3 separate regions of the Anas platyrhynchos genome follow, and regions 1 and 3 are each linked to region 2. The links are chromatin contacts, called in public Hi-C maps. All regions are on one chromosome and are shown on one strand. Each heading gives the region's core, a stretch centred on a gene start, on an enhancer-like site or on the middle of the called end of the contact. The rest is flanking DNA. Distances are from core to core; before and after follow the strand shown. Region 1 overlaps LANCL2 (LanC like glutathione S-transferase 2). Region 2 has its middle 19 kb from the start of SEC61G. Region 3 has its middle 24 kb from the start of LANCL2.

Region 1 (3,850 bases), core at 474-2,973, 340 kb after region 2:
TGGATTGTTCCTACTTGTACTTGGGATAGAGGAAAGAGCCCTGAAAGAAGGATTCTCGTGCGTTTTTCGACATGGAATTGAAGGCAGATAGTGAGTAACCAGCAGGAATTAATCAGAAAGATCAGGAACTGGCCCTTCAGGACCAGATTTGATGGCCACTATTCTGTTACATTTCTTGGAGGCAAGAATTACTTTCCTGTATTTCAAATCAAATTATGTAGTGGTTGGGAAATAGAGGGGAGAAGCGAAAAAGGATCATGTACCCTGCAAATAGATTACAGGCTGTGGAACCAAGGACCTCGAACTTTAGGGTTTTTTTGTTTTTACTAATTTCAGAAAGAAAAACTTGAGTTCTTTCTTTTTCCACACAGAGAAATGAGAAGCAACTTGGAAGAAAAGCAAGTCTATGATGGTTGGAGTCTTAAAATCCAAAATAAACTATATATGAAAAACTCCACCTCCATAGCAAAACATCTTCCAGGTCCAGGATCACTTTGTAATCATTAATACTTCAATTTATATGTTTATTTTCTGTTTTTGTTCCGCAGACTTTTAAAGAGGATAAGTACTTGAAAGATGCCATGGAGTGTAGCGACGTCATCTGGCAGAGAGGTTTACTGAGAAAAGGCTACGGGATCTGCCATGGTACTGCTGGCAATGGCTACTCCTTCTTGTCTCTCTATAACCTAACTCAGGACAAAAAGTACCTCTACCGAGCTTGCAAGGTGAGCTCTGCAGCATCCCAGCAAAGTCACTCGTCCCTTTCATGTGTTTCATGCACTTCCAACTCACACCTTTGGGTAGACGACTTCAGCTGTGTATGTGGGCACTTGCATCTTAGTACAAAGAGTGGTTGAAAAACCACACAAACGCACTTCGCTGTGCTGTAAATAGAGTCGGAGAATCAGCCAGCCTGAACAACAAGAGATGAATGTTACATGGTGCTAATTATTCCATTGAGAGATCCACTGTCATCCTCAGCTCCTCCAGCGATACTGTTAGTAGTCCTTTGTAATTATTTGTTTTCAGACTAGTGTCTGTTTGGGGCTTTCAGAGCTCTGAATTGCAGTTATTAAATTGCTCACTTAGGTTTTTTTCATTAATACAAATTGCAGAGAAAGACGCAGTCAAAATTTTTCCATTGGGAGCATCCAGGTTCTGCTATCAGCTCTCACTGTGCTAGCAATTGACAAAAGAAAAGGCTTTTTCTGCCTCTGTTTCCTGGTTTTTGGTTTTGTTTTGTTTTCTACTTAATTCATTGATAGTGGGTTTCATGCTGCATATATAGCTACTCAACTGAGGTCTATCTAAAGGTAGAGCAGTGGGAAGTTTGATGAGTTGCTTTCAAGGTGTTTTCAGATGAGTCACATGTAAAGCTAGTGCATTCACCTCTACTGTTAGCTTGTCCACCATCAGCAGAGCTTTACAAAGTGGCTGTTCCTGTCACCTTATGTTTACATGTGCGTCAATCTGTGGGGACACATGTATGCATACACGCATCCTGGAGAATGCGATAAGCCCCTAGTACTGCCACGGCAAATGTGTGACCTTGTTGTGTGTGAACTGATCCTCTGCTGATGTGTGAGCCACGCTACCAAGCACGCATTGCTTTCAGCACAACAGTTGGGCTCTCCCTGTCATCCTCCACTTCCATACATTTCCTGGGGCTCTGTGCAGCATTAGCAACTCCTGCTCACACTGCATTTCTTGCCCAGGGGAACCCTGTAGCTCTGTCCAAAGCTAGAGGAAAGCAAGCATACCCGGATCAGAGCCAAAGAAGGAGGACACTCAGTTAGATACCTGAAATTCCTTTGAGGAGGAACATGTGGCAGTGAGCCAAAGGCTGTTTGCTGGAAGTGCCGAGCACAGTCGGGTCTGGCAGCACACTTGTTGCCATTCTGCATTTTAGCACCTGCAGTGTTCAGTCAGGCCCCCTAAGCTCTTGCAGGGAAAATCTTGAAATGGGCAAAGGAGTTTGTTGATCTTTGGCATTCTTGAAATCTTTTCTTTCTGAGACAGAGCATGCAGGGAAACAACCATGCTTGAGACAGAGCATCCAGGGAAACAAACGTGCTGCTGGCATCCTGGGCTCCAGAGAGCATCCAAGCCCTTCATTTTTTATTTTTTTTTTTTAATTTTTTTTTCCTTCTTTCAAGATAAACGTTCAGAGGTCTGAAAGGCTGTTTCTCGATGGCAAGCTTGTTCAGCCTGTGTGACAAATAATGGCAGATGTCTTTGTACTAGAAGAGATTTCTTTTTCCTTGGTTTAACAAAGACATTAATATGGTTTATTGGATCTACAAGGTTTACCAAAGCTAAGGATTTATAAACAATGATTCGTTTAGTAGCCTGGGGATGCATTTTTGTAATTTCTGTTGAAGTTCCCAGGCTGGCAATAATAATTATAAAGGCTATTATGCAATAAGATGTGGATGTTGCAAGAATTGATTGTAGTTCAGAAACGTGCCATAGACACGTTCTGTCCTCACGTAAAAGAGAAGGCTACAAGTTTGGTTTGAAGATCTGTAGGGGGGCCCAAAATACTTCATCATTGCTCAATAACCGTGGACCACAGTGTTTGTGTTTGTGAGTTCATTGCTGGGTTTCCTCAAGACATTCTCACGTGGACACACACACACTCACGTCCCAAGTGATGAAATCCATTCCCCAGTAAATACTTAAAGAGAACAGAGGGAGTGGGGCAAGATACCACTCTTTATCCTCCTGTTCAACAGCTGATGGTTCTGGGAGCCTATTCATATATCACATAGCTCCAACCGTGGAGCCTGAGCACCCTCTAGTGAGTACGATGAGCTGTGTTCTGTATCAGGCTCCCAAAATCACAGGGGAAGCAGGGAGAGTTCTCTTGGTTCTTTGCTCTGCAGGACTCTTGTGCTTTTAGCACCGTGTTTTGCATAAGCAGCGGTTTGCTTCCAGACACAGAAATGCCAGGGGAACGTGTGGGCCCTGTGCCTGCTCTGGGGAGCCATAAAGGAGAAATGGATTGTTGCTCTTAAATTGATCCAGATGGGGTTTGTAAGTAAGGTATGTCTAGTGGCTACTGCAGCAGCGCTGATCAAACACGAGAAAGACACTGTTAACTTGTTTTTAAAAGGTATTCCATCCTCTGCAACAAAATATTGACCACCATAATTGTCTAACTGTATTTATAACGATTTTTTGTGAGGCTTAGGGAGAGAAAATAGATAAAGCTAAGTAATGGCAGCTGGGGATTTAATACTCTAAATCAGTGCATGGAAGTGGAAGAAAACAAATGCAGTTAACAACTCTCAAGTCCTTAGGAGGTGGATAAATTAAGTGCCAACACAGATAGGAACTAATGTTACGGTATTAGAAAATTTCTGCCCTTGAAACTGTTCTTGCAGAGCTCTTCATTGATGTGTAGTGGGATTGTTTTTTTTTGTTTTGTTTTTTGTTTTTTTTTTAAATCAGAATTAAGTACAACCCAACTAATTATGTTGTTGTGGAGCTGAAACTCCTGCTGTGGAAATACATATCCTAAAAAATAATTGCAGCCATGTCACGGTTGAAGTGAGACAAATTAATCTTGGATGGTGATTCCTGCATTGTTTCTCTGCTTACACTATTTTACATTTAGTAGCTATTAAAAGTGCCTCCCCATGCAGATATTTAAGCTTGTGTTTAGCAGTCTTAAGTTTAAAATAAATGAGCAAATATTTTATGTCTTCCACAGTTTGCCGAATGGTGTTTGGAATATGGTGCACACGGATGTCGTATTCCTGACAGACCTTATTCTCTCTTTGAAGGTAAGGTGATGGTATTGCAGATGGTGTTGTGTTGTATAGGATAGAAAGGATACCTTGCAGTT
Region 2 (3,759 bases), core at 773-3,272:
GGGCTAAAGTTGCGCCAGGGGAGTTTTAGGTTAGATGTTAGGAAGAATTTCTTTACTGAAAGGGTTGTTAGACATTGGAACAAGCTGCCCAGGGAGGTGGTTGAGTCACCATCCCTGGAAGTCTTCAAAAGACGTTTAGATGTAGAACTTAGGGATATGGTTTAGTGGGGACTGTTAGTGTTAGGTCAGAGGTTGGACTCGATGATCTTGAGGTCTCTTCCAACCTAGAGATTCTGTGATTCTGTGTGATTCTGTGAAAATCCTTTGGCAAGGAAATAGGAAAAAAAAAAAAAAAAATAAAGCTTCCTAAACAGATACACATTCAGAAAAATGCTGAAGAATCTGGGCCAGTCTGCAAAACATTACCTGTAGAGCTAGAAATAACTCTAAGGAAAGACCTGAAAGAACTAGCAACCACTTCTTTGCAACAAGGGAGAGACTGAGAGAAATAAGCAGAAGAAAAGAGCAGCGGTATAAAAACTGATCTGGAGGAAAGAGTGAGTCCTATGGGAAGTACAGGCTAACCAACATATTCACTGGGGCTACCTGAAAAGTCCATTTGGGATTTCTCTGAATTGGAGTAATTCTCAGAGATGTGGTTTGTTGTTTGACACATGACAAACAAAGAGAGAAACATTTGCTGAAAAGCTGAGCTCAGTTTGGATGTCATCTGCCAGTGTTCTTTCCTCCAAAGTGAAATTTCAAAAGCAGACACACAGGTTTGGTACTTCTTTTAAACTGCATCGTTTAAATAAATAATTGAAATGCTTCCATACCATGTTTTTACCCACATACAAGACCAGCTGACCTTCCAAAAAGAGTCCTAGTCTTCAAGGACTGCTTCAGGTAGTCCTTAGGTGGCCTTGGAGGATGGGATGGAAAATCCAGGGCCATGTCCTTCACCAGTCTGAATACACATTGAAGGTAGTACATACAGACATTGCATTCCCATGGAGATTCATTTTCTTTCTCACTGTGTACATATTTGACATTCTTAATGGTTCTTTATCCAGGAGAATGAGGCACCTCAGTGTTAAACAAATGTTGGGAATCATTGCTGAAGGGAGAGAGAGGGAATTCAACAAGGAGGTCAAAACAGAAGAGTGAACTTACAGCATGGAGACAAAATTAAATGAGGTCTCAAAAGGCATCCTGCTTGTCCAGGCACACTCTGCAGGGTTGGTGGCATTCTGATGCCAGCAAATCCCTTGACAAGCCCTGCCTTTCAGCCACATGGGGTACGCTGCTTGTGTCAGAGACTTGCCGGTCAAACTCTGGATTTGCTTCTGAAAATATTCCTTGTGTCATCAATTGTTGAGACCTGCAGTCATTAAAGAAATAAACAGGATTTGAGCCTTTAAAGTAAAATAAAGCAAAATCAAGGAATAGATTTAAAATGATTAAATTTGAAGCTTAGGGGGCTTTTTCTGCTTTCATTTACATTCTGAGCTTTTATCCAAAATGTGTCTTTTTATCTGCAGCTGTGTGCTGGGAGCATCTAACTACATTTATTTGGAGGACTTATTAAAATCATTTTATTCAAAGGATCTGCAGTATATGATAAAACTCCAAATATTGTAAAAGTTGGCTGAAAATATTTTGGGGTGCATTATACATGCAGCAGTTAAAAAAAAAAAAAAAAAAAAAAAGTGAAGAGAGGAGTTAGATGTCCTTGGGCTGGGTTGGGCTGAAGTTTTTAAAGGTGTTTGTCTGCTGAAGGAGTGGATGGGAGCTGCCGTATAGCCCAGCTGCATAGTCAGCTAAAGTACTATTGACTTTTTCAGGGACAATGTTGGAAAAAATCTTAGTTTGTCTCTGTACTTATGAGTAGTGAGGAGCTTATTTAGCGTAAGCCTTGTCTTCATACAGAAAGCTGCTCTTATCTGTTTACATCTCAGTAGGAAAGCTTGGGAACAGGGAGTTTCTTAAAATCATGGAGAGATGCAAAATACATCAGAGCAGTGCGAAGCTGGCTTGTTCCTGTCTTGACCTTGTGCCTGAGGTGCCACGTCAGAAAGAGCACTGAGGAAAACAGCTCTTGGAAATTTGTGTTCTTCGTTTACTGCCTCTCCATTGCCCAGCGTATGTCAGCTGTTGTGATAGTGGTTAGGGCTGGCTCCTGGCTAGAGGCGGGGAGATGGTCATGCATTTTCTGAGGCCATGTACTCAAAAATCTGTGTGTGTGACTGGGGGAGAAACTGACAAAGAGAGGAGGTGACCTAAGCACTGTGGTATTTCATAAAACTTGGGCGCAGCTCTCTGGAGACTGTTTTGAAGAAGAAGATGAGAGCATCCTCCACAATTATTGGCAAAATGTGATTTTTGTAACATCTGCCAAGAGTTTTGGTACCTGTCTTCTTTGCCATGTCCCATCTGCTAAATGAGCCAGCTCCTTGCAGGGCCATATAAATGCCCAGAGCACTTAGCTTTGAGTACAGTATTTTGTGGCATGGATGGGGTGCCTAAGAAATCCTGTGTTCAGCTGGGCACCGGCAGTTTAGTAGAAAGGAAAACAAGCAACTTTGGTGCTAAGGGCCGGGGGTAACCCCTGTGTCTGGCTTTTCTAGACAACTGCTTAAGTCTAGACAGTCATGTAACAAACCAAAAGTCCAGAAATCACTATGTCTACCAGCCCGGGACCTACTATCAGTCCAGTAAGAAGTAGAAGCCTTTTTTTTTTTTTTTTTTTTCTCGTGTTTAGTAATGCATAGTTTCTGTTATTTCTAGATGCAGGCTGACATAACTTACAAAAGTTAAAAAATGCCACACCAAGTGCATTGATTCTTTTTGTCCTGATGTATCGAGGAGAGGTAGCTTTCTCACCACCTACTCTTTCCATGGCAGGTAACCTTTTCTAAGGTAAGTTTTTTTTGCTGGTGAGTTTAGAAGGAAGCATAGGCACTTGCTCAGAGGTCGTGGTGGGATGAGTGAGACTACGAGGGAGCGTTTCGGAAGCAGCTTTGCCCACAGTGGGGGCAAGGACATGTAGATGCAGAGACCAAGGGCAGCATACATGATGCTGAGATGGGGACGCTGGGTGGCACTGCAGCACGCCGATATGCTGCTGCAGCATTTCCCCCGAAGTATGTGTAAGCAAAACGTACAGTACAGTTTTCCAAAGAAACTCCGCAGGTTCCTTTACGTTGCTTATTGTTGGCCAGAGCTGCCGCACTTCTTAGGGGGAAAAATGCAGCAATGTGGCTGCGTGGGATGTGCAGTTAGTCACAATGACAGACAATTTTCAGGAAAAAAAAAAAAAAAAAAAAAGTGGTTTTAGCGAAATAGTTGAGTAGAAATGTGAATTTCTGAGATCTGGTGATGAAACATGAAGTGGTCTGATTTAAGAGAAGACAAAAGTGTTTGCAATATTCACCAATAAATCATCCATGCTGACATAGTAAGGAACTGACATAGTAAGGAACTGATTCTCATAGTTGTGATACGGTGTCTTTTTCAGTAGAGAAATGAAGAGTACTGAAACAGTGCTGAATTTTCCATTTTGTATGGAAGAAGAAGGAGAAAAAGCACAATAGTTATAGTGGCAATACTGCAGTAACAGCTGCTGTGTAGAGGACTGAAGGAGTACATGGTGACCTTTGTGTGTAAAAGTTGGAAGCTCTTTGTCCACAGAGTGATCTGAGGCAAGAGCTGTTAAGAACAAACAACACGTACCAAGTGTACTGTTGCCAGAAAAACAAGTTGGCCTATTACTAGTCCTGGTGTCTGTCACCCTCTGTCTGGGGAGGGATGAGGTATCCA
Region 3 (4,020 bases), core at 625-3,124, 290 kb after region 2:
GGAAACTGCTCTTCCCTGTATTTCACATGTAGGAAATTAAAGGCACAGCAATACTCAGAGAGATGGAGACACTGATGGAGATAAATTCCCCTGCTAAAGAATGGGGTGGGTATAAAAATGTGTGGATATTTGGGAAGAATAAGCATTCAGAAATTCCACTGATCTCAGTTCAAATAACTAAAATATAAAAAGTGACAAAGGATGCAATAGCACAAGACAGCCAAAGAAACACAGCTGCAGTGTAATCCCCCTATCTGCCTGCACAGGATATGATAGGTTAAGATAAGATAAAGAAAATTGCTATTTAAAGATAGGAGAGGAAGGCAAGTCTCTGCCATATCCTTCCATCATTATCCTCAGCAGCACTGATCAAGCCATGCCCTTTACTACTCCTAAACTCATGCTGGGATAGAGCAAAGCAAACCTTTAGGGAACTCATTTAACAAGCAACAATTGCATCAGATCATGTAAGAAATTTCCAGGATAGCCAGTAAGAGCTGACACACTCTGAGGAGGCCCACAGCCACAGCCAGACCACCTACTGCAGTGCCCAGGACAGACCTACATGTGCAGTCCATCGCTGAAGATGGGAGAGCTGGACCAAGCCATCCTGTCTGTGTGGCCAGGTTTTCTGTCCCAACACTGGTGGCAGCCACGCAGCTCATGCCAAGGGCTCACTAGCAGAAGAACATTTCTCCATGTGGCATCGAGGTTGGCGCTTACTAATCCACCAGCTCAGCCTCCTTGAAATTGCATTATGTTTGTTGACAGAGATGGGCTCTGATCAAATGTTGGTGCCCACCAGAGGCAGACTCATGGCAGACCCACCAAGAGCAATGCCACGGGGACTGCAGGCACCAAGGGACACATCCTGTGCAGGGTGCTTGGTGGGGTGGTTGGGCTTCCTCCCTGTGGGTCAAGGTGGCCCACTTGGAGCCCACCTGGAAGTACATACACTCAGCAGTAAGCCCCCAGACCCAAAATGTAGATTATTGCTACTCTTTATTTAGGAGAGGAGCTGGAGTTAGATAGAGATTAGGTGGTGCTTTAAATTTTTCGCTGGGAACTGAAATCTCTCTAATAAGCACCATCTGTGTGGTGTTTAACACCAGAGCTCCTATTTCAGAAAGCCTTTTGCTTTAAAACCTCTTGCTTTATGAAGAGAGCAGAAGGAACATCATTTAATGCATGTGTTAACCCCAGAGGCTGCTGCTTTCGGTGAGTTACAGCCCTGTGAAACTAAACCAGCTCAGAAATAGTGATTTATTTGTCTTCTGTATCTAGTATCGTATGAGCTGGGTTTTCTTCTGTTGGTTGTTTTTTCCTTCTCATTTGTTCCTTTTGAGTACAGATATGGGTTGCAGTAAACTTCACAGGTCTCCATCCCTCTCAGGTGGGAGCTATGATGATACAGGAGATGGCTGTTTTTCCCTCACAGACGTTTTATGTAGCTGTATTTGTACTGGCACTCTTAACAAGTCAAAGTGCAGTTAATAGGAGTCACAGCTGGCTGTATCGGTTTCTGTCTAGTCGTTGAATCATCAAAAGCACCGGAGTTGTTTGTGAATTTAGTGATGGTGGATAAAAAATACAGCAATGTGTGACCTCTGCCACTGCTCATGGAGACAAAGCCACGCCAGGCCCAACCCTGCTGGGCTCGATGGAAACATAACAGTGAGGCAGCTCTTGCACAGCAGGGTGGTGAGGTCCTCCCAGCCTGTCCCCTGTGAACAGCCCCACCGTTTGGGGATTGTGGACATAAAGCTATCGGAGATTTCTAGAGAGAAAGCTTGTGAAGCCTGCATGGGCTCTGGGGCCTGCGCTTGGTGCTTCGTGCCCAGCAAGCATGCTGGTGCTGCAATGAGCCTTGCTGTTGAAGGCAGTGGAAGGAAGGCTAACAGTGCCCTCTCTTGGAAGAGAAAGAAACCGTACACGAATATATAGCTTTAGTATCTGTCTCCAAGCAAACAGAGCAGAAAGAAAATAAAAAATGAAAAATAGCTTGCATGGGCAATTTATTTTCCAGTCCATTCAGAGTACAGGTTCACGCTACATTTAATCCAGGCTAAGTACGGGCTGCTGCTGTAAAGGGTTGCTGCACTGATCCGATGGAAAATAAATCCTTCTCTCTGATGGCTTAGTTTCAGTGGATATGCAATGCAATTACATGCACAAGAGATCTGACATCTGACATGGCAATGTGTGTCCCAAGGACATGACTGTACTCCTTGGTGACAAGTGTACGTCCTTCTGCCCCCAAAAGCTCTTGTGCATGTTCCTGTGAAGTACTCCATTTCCATAGCACTCCGTTATTTTTCGTGTCATGTAAGAGAAGCTATATTGTGCAGATAATGCTGTGAAGAGTTAAAATAATGCAGGTAGACAGGCTATGTCAGGACAAAGGAAATTAGGTTCATTTTTGGCTTGTGATTTTTAAACTACTGGTGGGAAGTAGTCTTTCTCCAGAGTTTCTTCTTCATTTGAGGAGATTCCAGCATAATTTGACATATTGCAAAGTAAATAAATATATATTTGGTGAAAAGTCATGGTCTTATGTAATCCTTCCAAAGTAAAAACTTCCATATATTTTCAAAAATTATTATATTATCCCCTGTCTTGCAATACAATTTTTTCCTATTACGTGTTTTATTGGTTCAGAACACAATGGAGATTTGCCTAAAAATCTGGATTATTTGTGTTTTGTTGCAAATAAGCATGTTGAAATTGAGTTATAAGCAGGTAAGGCTCTGAATTTTTCTCAGATCAAGTGTTAAGTGAACAATCTTAATTCCCATCACACATCAGCTGTGTAGGTGAGCAAAAGTAACAAGATGCTTTTATTCCAAAAATGGGGTTCTTAGGGACCTTTTGTATTTGCAGAGGGCAGCACACACATCTGTGAGGTACATCTCCGTAAGTGATAAGACCATGGATCTGTGTTCCTCCCAAAAGGTGGACTGCTTTCTCCCAGTTTTCATATCTCTGATGTATGGCAAAACCATGCTTGTTATATTTCGACTATCATTTGAAGAGCAAGCAAGTGGGCTGATACCCCTGCTGAGGAAGTCTGTGTGTGCCAAGGGAATGTTATCCCACCAGGTAGCAGGCAGCATCAAGATATACCTTCCTAGTTACCTGGTGGTGAGGCAATGGGCTTTTGAAATCAATACAAAAAGGCAGGCAGGCAGCAAGCAATTCCTGGGAGAAACTGTGATCTATATGTGATTAAACAACAGTTATTAGAGGTATCACTGAGGCCAAATTCATCTTTGTATGCATCCTTGTTAGAGAGCTAATTACAGTGGCTTCTCTGATGCTTTCCTTCAGTAAAAGCTGGTTCAGACCAATTGGGCACCTCTCCCAAGGGGACAACGGTCCCTGGGAAGCTTAAAATCATTATGTAGCAAGAGATGGGCCCGTTGAGATGCTGGCAGTGGGGATAGCCTGGAGGATTTTCAGCAAGCTGGTTACAAAGGGAAGCGAGTGTCAAGAGACAGGAGAGTAGAAATGGCACATTTAGACAACCCAAAGTAATCCTGCAGAGACCTCCATGGTGACACTGGCTGCTTCACAGTGAGCAACAAAAATTTAGGTTCACAACAACCCTGGAAGGTAGGAAAATGTATAGTACAACAGGAAAATGAGATAAAGAAATGCAAACCAGGCTGGTGTGGGTTTGCCTAATAGGGAGGGAGATAATAGGTTTTCATGTAGCTGCATAAGAGTTGTCAGGATGGAAGAAGAGCATCCTTCTTAAGGAGGGAGAGAGAACTTGGAGGAAGGATGAGATAAGACAAGTCAGAGGCTCTTTAACAGACTTGGTGGGGAGGGAGAAACTGGTGTTTTAAAGAAAAGTGGGGAGTTGTTTGAGTACTCTTCAGATATTTTGTTTATTTTTTGGACTTGTTTCTTCATCAGAGGAGAATGGAAATCTATCAGACCTTGCTTGGAAAACAAACCCCTTTACTGAATGTGACTTTTGCAAAGAGATGCTGAATATGTGGTCTTCGGGTCTAATTA

Evidence for each region. A called contact is a pair of places that touch in the nucleus more often than the background predicts.
Region 1: a Hi-C map of skeletal muscle shows a contact between it and region 2, with 2.1 times the contacts expected there. The contact joins two enhancer-like sites. A contact is called at or near these places in 3 of 8 Hi-C or Micro-C datasets (liver, skeletal muscle and subcutaneous adipose tissue).
Region 3: a Hi-C map of subcutaneous adipose tissue shows a contact between it and region 2, with 4 times the contacts expected there. The contact joins two enhancer-like sites. A contact is called at or near these places in 4 of 8 Hi-C or Micro-C datasets (F1 follicle, liver, skeletal muscle and 1 more).

The regions. Positions count from the first base shown.
Region 1 is chr2:102,108,769-102,112,618 of IASCAAS_PekinDuck_T2T, reverse strand. It overlaps LANCL2 (LanC like glutathione S-transferase 2), which reads left to right. Exons shown (of 9, transcript XM_005014930.4): 7 at 549-725; 8 at 3,716-3,788. Among named protein-coding and RNA genes, the nearest start is that of LANCL2, 23 kb to the left of the region's middle. Within about 2 kb of position 1,723, at least 1 of the 8 cell types and tissues checked has an H3K27ac peak or open chromatin away from gene starts, as enhancers often do.
Region 2 is chr2:102,447,079-102,450,837 of IASCAAS_PekinDuck_T2T, reverse strand. No RefSeq gene overlaps it. Among named protein-coding and RNA genes, the nearest start is that of SEC61G, 19 kb to the left of the region's middle. Within about 2 kb of position 2,022, at least 4 of the 8 cell types and tissues checked have an H3K27ac peak or open chromatin away from gene starts, as enhancers often do. A contact at or near this core is called in F1 follicle, where this site is marked.
Region 3 is chr2:102,155,320-102,159,339 of IASCAAS_PekinDuck_T2T, reverse strand. No RefSeq gene overlaps it. Among named protein-coding and RNA genes, the nearest start is that of LANCL2, 24 kb to the right of the region's middle. Within about 2 kb of position 1,874, at least 3 of the 8 cell types and tissues checked have an H3K27ac peak or open chromatin away from gene starts, as enhancers often do. A contact at or near this core is called in F1 follicle, where this site is marked.